Linked DNA regions of Sus scrofa: region 1 is linked to region 2. A link is a contact called in public HiChIP or PLAC-seq data. All regions are on one chromosome and are shown on one strand. Each heading gives the region's core, a stretch centred on a gene start, on an enhancer-like site or on the middle of the called end of the contact. The rest is flanking DNA. Distances are from core to core; before and after follow the strand shown.

What was found. HiChIP or PLAC-seq counts read pairs in DNA pulled down with a chosen protein or histone mark.
Region 1: a contact with region 2 is called in an H3K27ac HiChIP or PLAC-seq map of skeletal muscle, with 5 times the contacts expected there. The contact joins two enhancer-like sites. A contact is called at or near these places in 4 of 47 Hi-C or Micro-C datasets (heart right ventricle, liver, omental adipose tissue and 1 more) and 2 of 2 datasets of contacts at active chromatin or transcription factors (alveolar macrophages and skeletal muscle).

The regions. Positions count from the first base shown.
Region 1 is chr2:150,880,325-150,883,520 of Sscrofa11.1, reverse strand. The region is part of intron 1 of PPARGC1B (peroxisome proliferator-activated receptor gamma coactivator 1-beta); the gene reads right to left. Among named protein-coding and RNA genes, the nearest start is that of MIR378-1, 56 kb to the right of the region's middle. Within about 2 kb of position 1,585, at least 13 of the 83 cell types and tissues checked have an H3K27ac peak or open chromatin away from gene starts, as enhancers often do.
Region 2 is chr2:150,742,695-150,746,016 of Sscrofa11.1, reverse strand. LOC106509607 (a long non-coding RNA gene) reads left to right here. Exons shown (of 4, transcript XR_001307281.2): 4 at 282-395. It also overlaps a transcript of ARHGEF37 not described here. Among named protein-coding and RNA genes, the nearest start is that of PPARGC1B, 79 kb to the left of the region's middle. Within about 2 kb of position 1,771, at least 14 of the 83 cell types and tissues checked have an H3K27ac peak or open chromatin away from gene starts, as enhancers often do.

The DNA of each region.
Region 1 (3,196 bases), core at 336-2,835, 140 kb before region 2:
GGCGCTGGTTATTACCGTTACTTGTACAGATGTTTTCCCGTCTTTTTAGGGCCACACCCGCGGCATATGGAGGCTCCCGGGCGAGGGGTCTCATCGGAGCTGCAGCTGCCGGCCTACCCCACAGCCACAGCAATGCCAGATCCAGTCCGCACCTGCGACCTACACCTCAGCTCACGGCAACGCCGGATCCTGAACCCACGGGCGAGGCCAGGGATGGAACCCGCAACCTCATGATCTTAGATTCATTTCCGCTGAGCCTCGACGAGAACTCTGGTTACTACCATAACTTTTAAATGTTGCATTTAATATGATTTATCTTGATGACTGAGTTTTTGGCATCTCCTTAAATTTCGTGCCTGGGCCGAGGGCCTTTGCCTCACTCTACTCGCCGCCTGGCTGAATGAGGATGAAAGAGTTGCCGAATGAGCAGGTGACCAAAGCAGGGTCAGCCCCGATCCTCCACCCCGTCCCTCTGGAGCCTGAGTGTCCACGCCTCTACAGTGGAAGCCATCACCCTCTGGCTGCTGCGGAGAATCCCAGGCCTGGCCACTGACGTGTCTGGAGAAGTCTCCAGTGCTTTCTCCGGGTGAGGGACTGCTAGTATTCTTTTCCGGAGAGAAGTTCAACCCAGGGGGGAGCAGCAGTCAGTGTGGGGTTTGGTTTTGCTGTTTTTTCCTTTCTTTTGAGGTCTGCACCTGTGCATGTGGAGGTTCCCAGGCTAGGGGTCAAAACAGAGCTGCAGCTGCCGGCCTGCACCACAGCCACGGCCACGCCGGATCCGAGCCGCATCTGCAGCCACGCCACAGCTCTCACTGCAACGCCGGATCCTTACGCCACTGAGCGAGGCCAGGGATAGAACCCGTGTCCTCAGGGATACAGTCTGGGTCTTAACCTGCTGGGCCACAACGGGAGCTCCGGCATTCAGTTTTGAGGTGAGCTGCAACACACTGGCCTGGTCTATAATGAAAGGAGTGACGTGTGCTAAGTGAGTAGATTCGGCTGCAGCTGCAAGCCGGTTCATGGTCGGCCTGTTCTGAGGCCAGTCCTGGGCAAAAAGGAAGGCAGCCCTGGGGGCGGTGGGGGGACGCTGAACCCACTCCTGCTGTGGGACCCTGACCTGGCACGCTTTTCCTTTCAGCTACAATGCGTGCGGTTTCCTCAAAATCCAAAGGCCCAGGGCCGGGGCGGCAGGGCTGGCACAGGTCAGCCAGTGCTGTGTGAGATGCCGGGGGGCGGGGGGGGGGCGTCTGCACGAAACCGGGAATGTGGTCAAGACCAGCAACGGGTGCACTTCGACACGGCCGGTTTTACGGTACGTGTATTTCACCCACAATAACGTGACACTGAATTTTAAAGAGTCCCAGGGACCTAAAGTAAAGCGCCCAGCACCCCCGGAGGTTCTCTGGGGTCCCCAGCGGCCACGTCCTGTGGTTCGATTTCTGTGACTCCTGCCGAGGCTGGCAGGGGACCCGAGGGAGCGGGGCCAGGGCTCGGCTGAGAAGCCCTTTTGCCTGTTAACACTGTTATAAATAACCCAGAAAGAGGCCGAGCGGGGCTCCTGGCAGGCGAGCGAAGGTCAGGGAGCCCCTTGGTGGCATCTGAGGAAATGTCACAGGGGCCGGGCCAGCAAGGCGCAGACTCACGTCTGCAGCCCAGGCCGCCTGGGCTGCGGGCAGCCGGGCCCACGTGCCGCGGAGCTGCAGCATCTCACCCACGCTCGGGAAGGGCAGCCCCAGGGGGGCAGGCTCCCGGGGGTCCTGAGCAGAGGGGCCCCCGGGGCGCTGGGGGCGCCAAGGGTAGCTGAGGCCGGCTCCCCCCAGAAGCCAGGCCGGGGCTCAGCCACCACCACACGAGCCTCGGCTTGTCAGCCAAGGCTCACCGCCCGCCAAGGGACAGGTGACTCAGCTGAGCTCAGCCCACGACTGCCCCGCCGGGGCCGCTGCACAGCGTGGGAGCTGGGAGGGCCTCCCGGGCCATCTGGGCCTGAGCTTCCCACGCTGGGCTCCCTGGGGAACCCCTGCGGGCGCGCCACCCCCAAGCCGCCAGCGCCCTGGGCTGGGAAGCAGGAGGGATTACGAGGCAGTTCATGAATTAGGTTTTCCCTTTTTATTAACCCAAACCCACGCAGTGGCCCCACCGCCCTCCTCTTTAAAACCGGAGCGATTTCAACATGGAGCGCTTGGCGAAGACCAAGCACACAAAGAGCCAAATTCTGTTTCCTTCTTACATATCAGAAATACAGGGACATGGCATTTTGCACAGGAATCCTATATATTCCCCAACCCCCACACACAAAGCTATTCCTCATAACGCGCTCTTTCACCGGCAATTTAAAGGCTATGTCGGAGTTCCTGTCGTGGCGCAGTGGTTAACGACTCCGACTAGGAACCATGAGGCTGCAAGTTCAAACCCTGGCCTTGCTCAGTGGGTTAAGGATCCGGTGTTGCCGTGAGCTGTGGTGTAGGTCACAGGTGCAGCTCGGATCCCGTGGTGCTGTGACTGTGGTGTAGGCCGGTGGCTACAGCTCCGATTAGACCCCTAGCCTGGGAACCTCCATATGCCACCCATGCGGCCCTAAGAAGACAAAAAGATTTAAAAAAGATAAAAATAAAAAAATGAAGGCCATAGAGGGTTCATTTGACCCATTAAGAATCCACTTCCTGCAGAGGTGTTACCCGCCACTCAGAGCTCAGCAGAGGGGGTGCCCCCCGTTTTACAGACGAAGATGCTGAGACTTGGGCAGTCACGTGACTTCACTAAGCAGGATGTGGAGAGTCTCTCGGGCCCAGAATGCCTCGGCAACAAGCTGTGGTGTAGACCGCCTCCGAGAGAGCCAGAGCTGGGGCCAGCCCACCATTGCCAGGGAGCTGGGGCCACAGCTGAGACGAGGGGTGCCGCTCACTCTCGGAGAAGCCCTCCCTGACTTGTCACCGCCCTTAACAACACCCCAAGTCCCCACGAACCCTCCTCTCCTGGCTCGGCCTCCCCAGGCTGCAGACGCCGGCCAGGGCATCACCTCTGCAACGAGCCCCCGACGGCTCGGGCTCTCGGCCGGCGATGGCCCCGCCAGGCGCTGGGCCCCTTCCCCAGTGTGCGTCTCAGTGAGCGAGGCCCTCAGGGCGCTGGGGGTCACGTCCTCACCCTGGGTGCCATCCGCAGCATGAGCCCAGGGACTGCACGTCTGCCCTGCAGAAGA
Region 2 (3,322 bases), core at 522-3,021:
AGGGCAGGGCAGCCCATCTGCTCCCGGCATCCCTTGAGGGAACCACAGATCCAGCGTGCTCTCCCTATAAACCAGGGCTGAGATCCTACCTCCAGGCCTCTCTCTGTGGCCTCTGTGGTCACTCGATGCCTTGAAGCCTCCGTCTCCTCGACTGTAAGTCACCGACTTGGCAGGGCTGTGGTGGGGATGGGCCGAGAGGGTGCTTAGCACGTAGAAGGTGCTGCATAATCAGCTGCCAGGCTTCTTACTAATATTCGCTCTTCTTACTTTCATTCTTGCAGGAATCAGGAGCACTTCCTTCGTGCCAGGGCCTGTGCTGGGCATCAGAGAAAAGCTGCAAATAATAAAGATGTCCGTAAATATTTATTAAAGGCTCATGGATCTGATGGCTCTTTACGTGTGTATACAGGCATTAATTAATCAAAGCCCCACGTCCATCCTGTGCAAGAGCTACTGTTACTGTCAACTCCGCTTTCTAGGAGAGGAAGCTGAGGCTCAGAGCAAGAGGGGAGCTTTCCCAAAGTCACCCCAGGGGTGAGGGAGGTGGCTCTGAGCCTGGCTCGTCTGGTTCCTGAGCCCTCACGTGAGGCCGCCTGCCACGCGAGGGTCAGCAGTCCGGTGTCTGCTCGACCCAAGCCACCTGGGACCTCCTGGGGGACGAGGGACGGCTTCTCCTCGCAGTGGTCCCACACGCTGGCATCGGACGGCCTGGCTGTGGAGCCCGGCTCTGCCGCTTCAAGTCTGCGTGACCTTGAGGACGTTATTTAGGGTCTCTGTCCCTCAGCGCTTCCTCTGTAGACGCCACACAGCAACACCCTCAGCGAGCTGTGTGAGGTGACACTGAGGTGACAGCCTCAGCGAGACAGTGCATCCAAGCGCTCGGCCCAGTGCCTGGCACACATACGTGCTCAAGAACGTCGGCTGTTATTTCGAAGTGAAAGGGGACTTTATTGATGCCTGGAAACAAAGTACAGAAAGCACAGGGGTGGCACCGACCTTGGGCCACCGAGCTGTGGGACTTCCCGACACCGTCAGAGGGCGAACACTGGGCCACCGGGGCCTCTGTTACCCTGCCTCTCCCGCCGCCTCTCTCGCCCACATCATTTGCTCTCTTCTCTTCAGTCTGGCTTCCGCTCTTGGCACCATGTCCCCGAGATGTGGTACCATGGGCCTCGGGTAGGACTGTCAGTTAGAATACGGGGAGCCTGGCTAAACTTGAATTTCAGATCAACCATGACCAATGTTTCGGCGGAGTAGGCATCGCCCATTTGGGACAGGCTAAGGATTATCGGGATCTGGAAGTGAATACGATGATGGAGCCCTTCCCTGGGAGAAACTTACCTCTCTGTGGCCATGCCCGTGGCATGTGGAAACGCCTGGGCCAGGGATGGAACCTGTGTCACAGCGGCCACCTCAGCCGCAGCAGTGACAACGCCAGGTCCTTAACCCCCTGCACCACGGGGAACTCCGAGGAACTTACTTTCTAAATGAAGGCATCAGACGAGTAGATAAACAAGAAAAGAAGAGGCAGTGGCCCCTCTGTACTGACAGGAAGACCGGGTGAGGCACCGAGCGTGTCGGGGGCCAGAGGCCACCCAGAGGGAGTGGTCGCGAAGGCGTCGCTGAGGAGCCGACCCGTGTGGCAAGAAGCCGGCCGTGGGCACATGTGGGGAGAGGGTGTGCCGGGGAGGGAAGGGCCGGGGCAGGGTCCGGGTGAGGACGGAGCGCGGCTAACTGAGCAGTGGAGGGAGGAGGAGCACTGGCCTCACTGCAGGGCGGGGGCGGGGGCGGGGGCGGGGCCATCCCGGCGGCCGGATCTGGGGGCGCACTTAGGGTGCGTTCAGCTTTAAGCCGAAGCGTCGCCGTGACTGCTGCACGGAGCGCGGGCGAGGGGAAGGCCAGGCGCTCCTGCGGGAGCCCAGGGGACAGACGAGGCTGCTTCTGGACGGAGGTGGCGGAGACGGGACCGGGGCTGCTCTGGGGACGCTTCTGGAGGCGGCGCTGACAGGCCTCGCGGGAGGGCTGGGGGGGCGGGTGAACCCCAGGCTCCGGCGCGAGGAGCCGAGCGCAGCGTGACACCATCACCGGAGGGAGGCTGCCGAAGGCCCTCTCTGGGCTCACGGGTGCAGATGAGGTATTTGGTGGCGCTGTCCTTCCAGGAGGCTGAGGACGCAGGACAGGCTCTTGGGGGAAGAAGTGATATAATTCCAATTTCACATTCAGCCTTATCTAAAGGACACGCACATTGTAATACCCTAAGAAAAACAAAAAGCACACCATAGTCACAAATGACACAAGTCACACTGGACCAAGGCTTTGGGCGGGCAGCTCTGCTTCTCCGGGTGGGGGAGGGACACAGGAGTCCTAAGCGGGGCACACCTGCCATCTCTGGCCCGGGACGTGGCCGGCGGGGTGGAAACAGATAGAGGCTGAGGTTCTTCTAGTTGCGTGCGTGTGTGTCGTTGTGTTTGTCTTTTCGTTTTGGGTTTGCCATTCTGCCTCTGCTTTTGGTGAGGGGGGAAGGGTGAAACAGAATTTGAGAAGGAAAAACGCAAAGGGTGGGTGAAGGTAGCCTCCCAGAGGCCCATCGCCCCGCCCAGGCCTGAGGGAGCTTTCGAGAAGGAAGCCAGCATCTGACAACGGCTCCAGGGGTGACCTCTGGCCTCTTGAGACAGCCACCTGTTTTCAGTCTGGAAAGAGCTCACGCAGGGAGTGAAGGTCCGAACACAGACGCTAAAGCAGAGGCTGACGGTGCGGGGAGCGTCCGCCCAGAGGGGCCTCGGCCCGGGGGTCCCAGCCGGCAGAGCCAGGGAGGGACACTCTGGACGGTAGATGCCGCCCGGCTGGCTGTCCCCGCGGATCAATCACGCCAGCAGAGCTCGTGCGTCCCAGACACAGAGCCGAGGGCTTCCCCGCCTGACCCCGTCTGGATGCAGCGCAGCCTGTGAGGCAGGGCTGGTTCCTGGTTCCGCCCAAGGAGAGAAAGTCCCGTGTCCGCCGAGGCCACGCGGCTGGTGAGCGGGGCGCCAGGGTCCGAACCGCAACGATTTCCCTTTGCAACCCGGGCTCCTGACCCCCGGACGCCCTCCCATGTCCAGCCTCCTTGCTCGCTAGGTTCAATCCCGTCCTCAGACGGGAGGGCTCCAAGCAGCTCTGGTCCAGCCCCCGGCTCACAATGAAGTCCCTTGCGCCCAGTTCTCAATCCTGCCTCCTGCCAGCATCTCTGTATCTTCAGCGGTCTTGCTCCCCCAGTCCCCAGGGCCTAGTGCTTGAACCTCAACCCAAAGCCTGGGACCTACTGCCCACCCTCTGACCTGGCCTT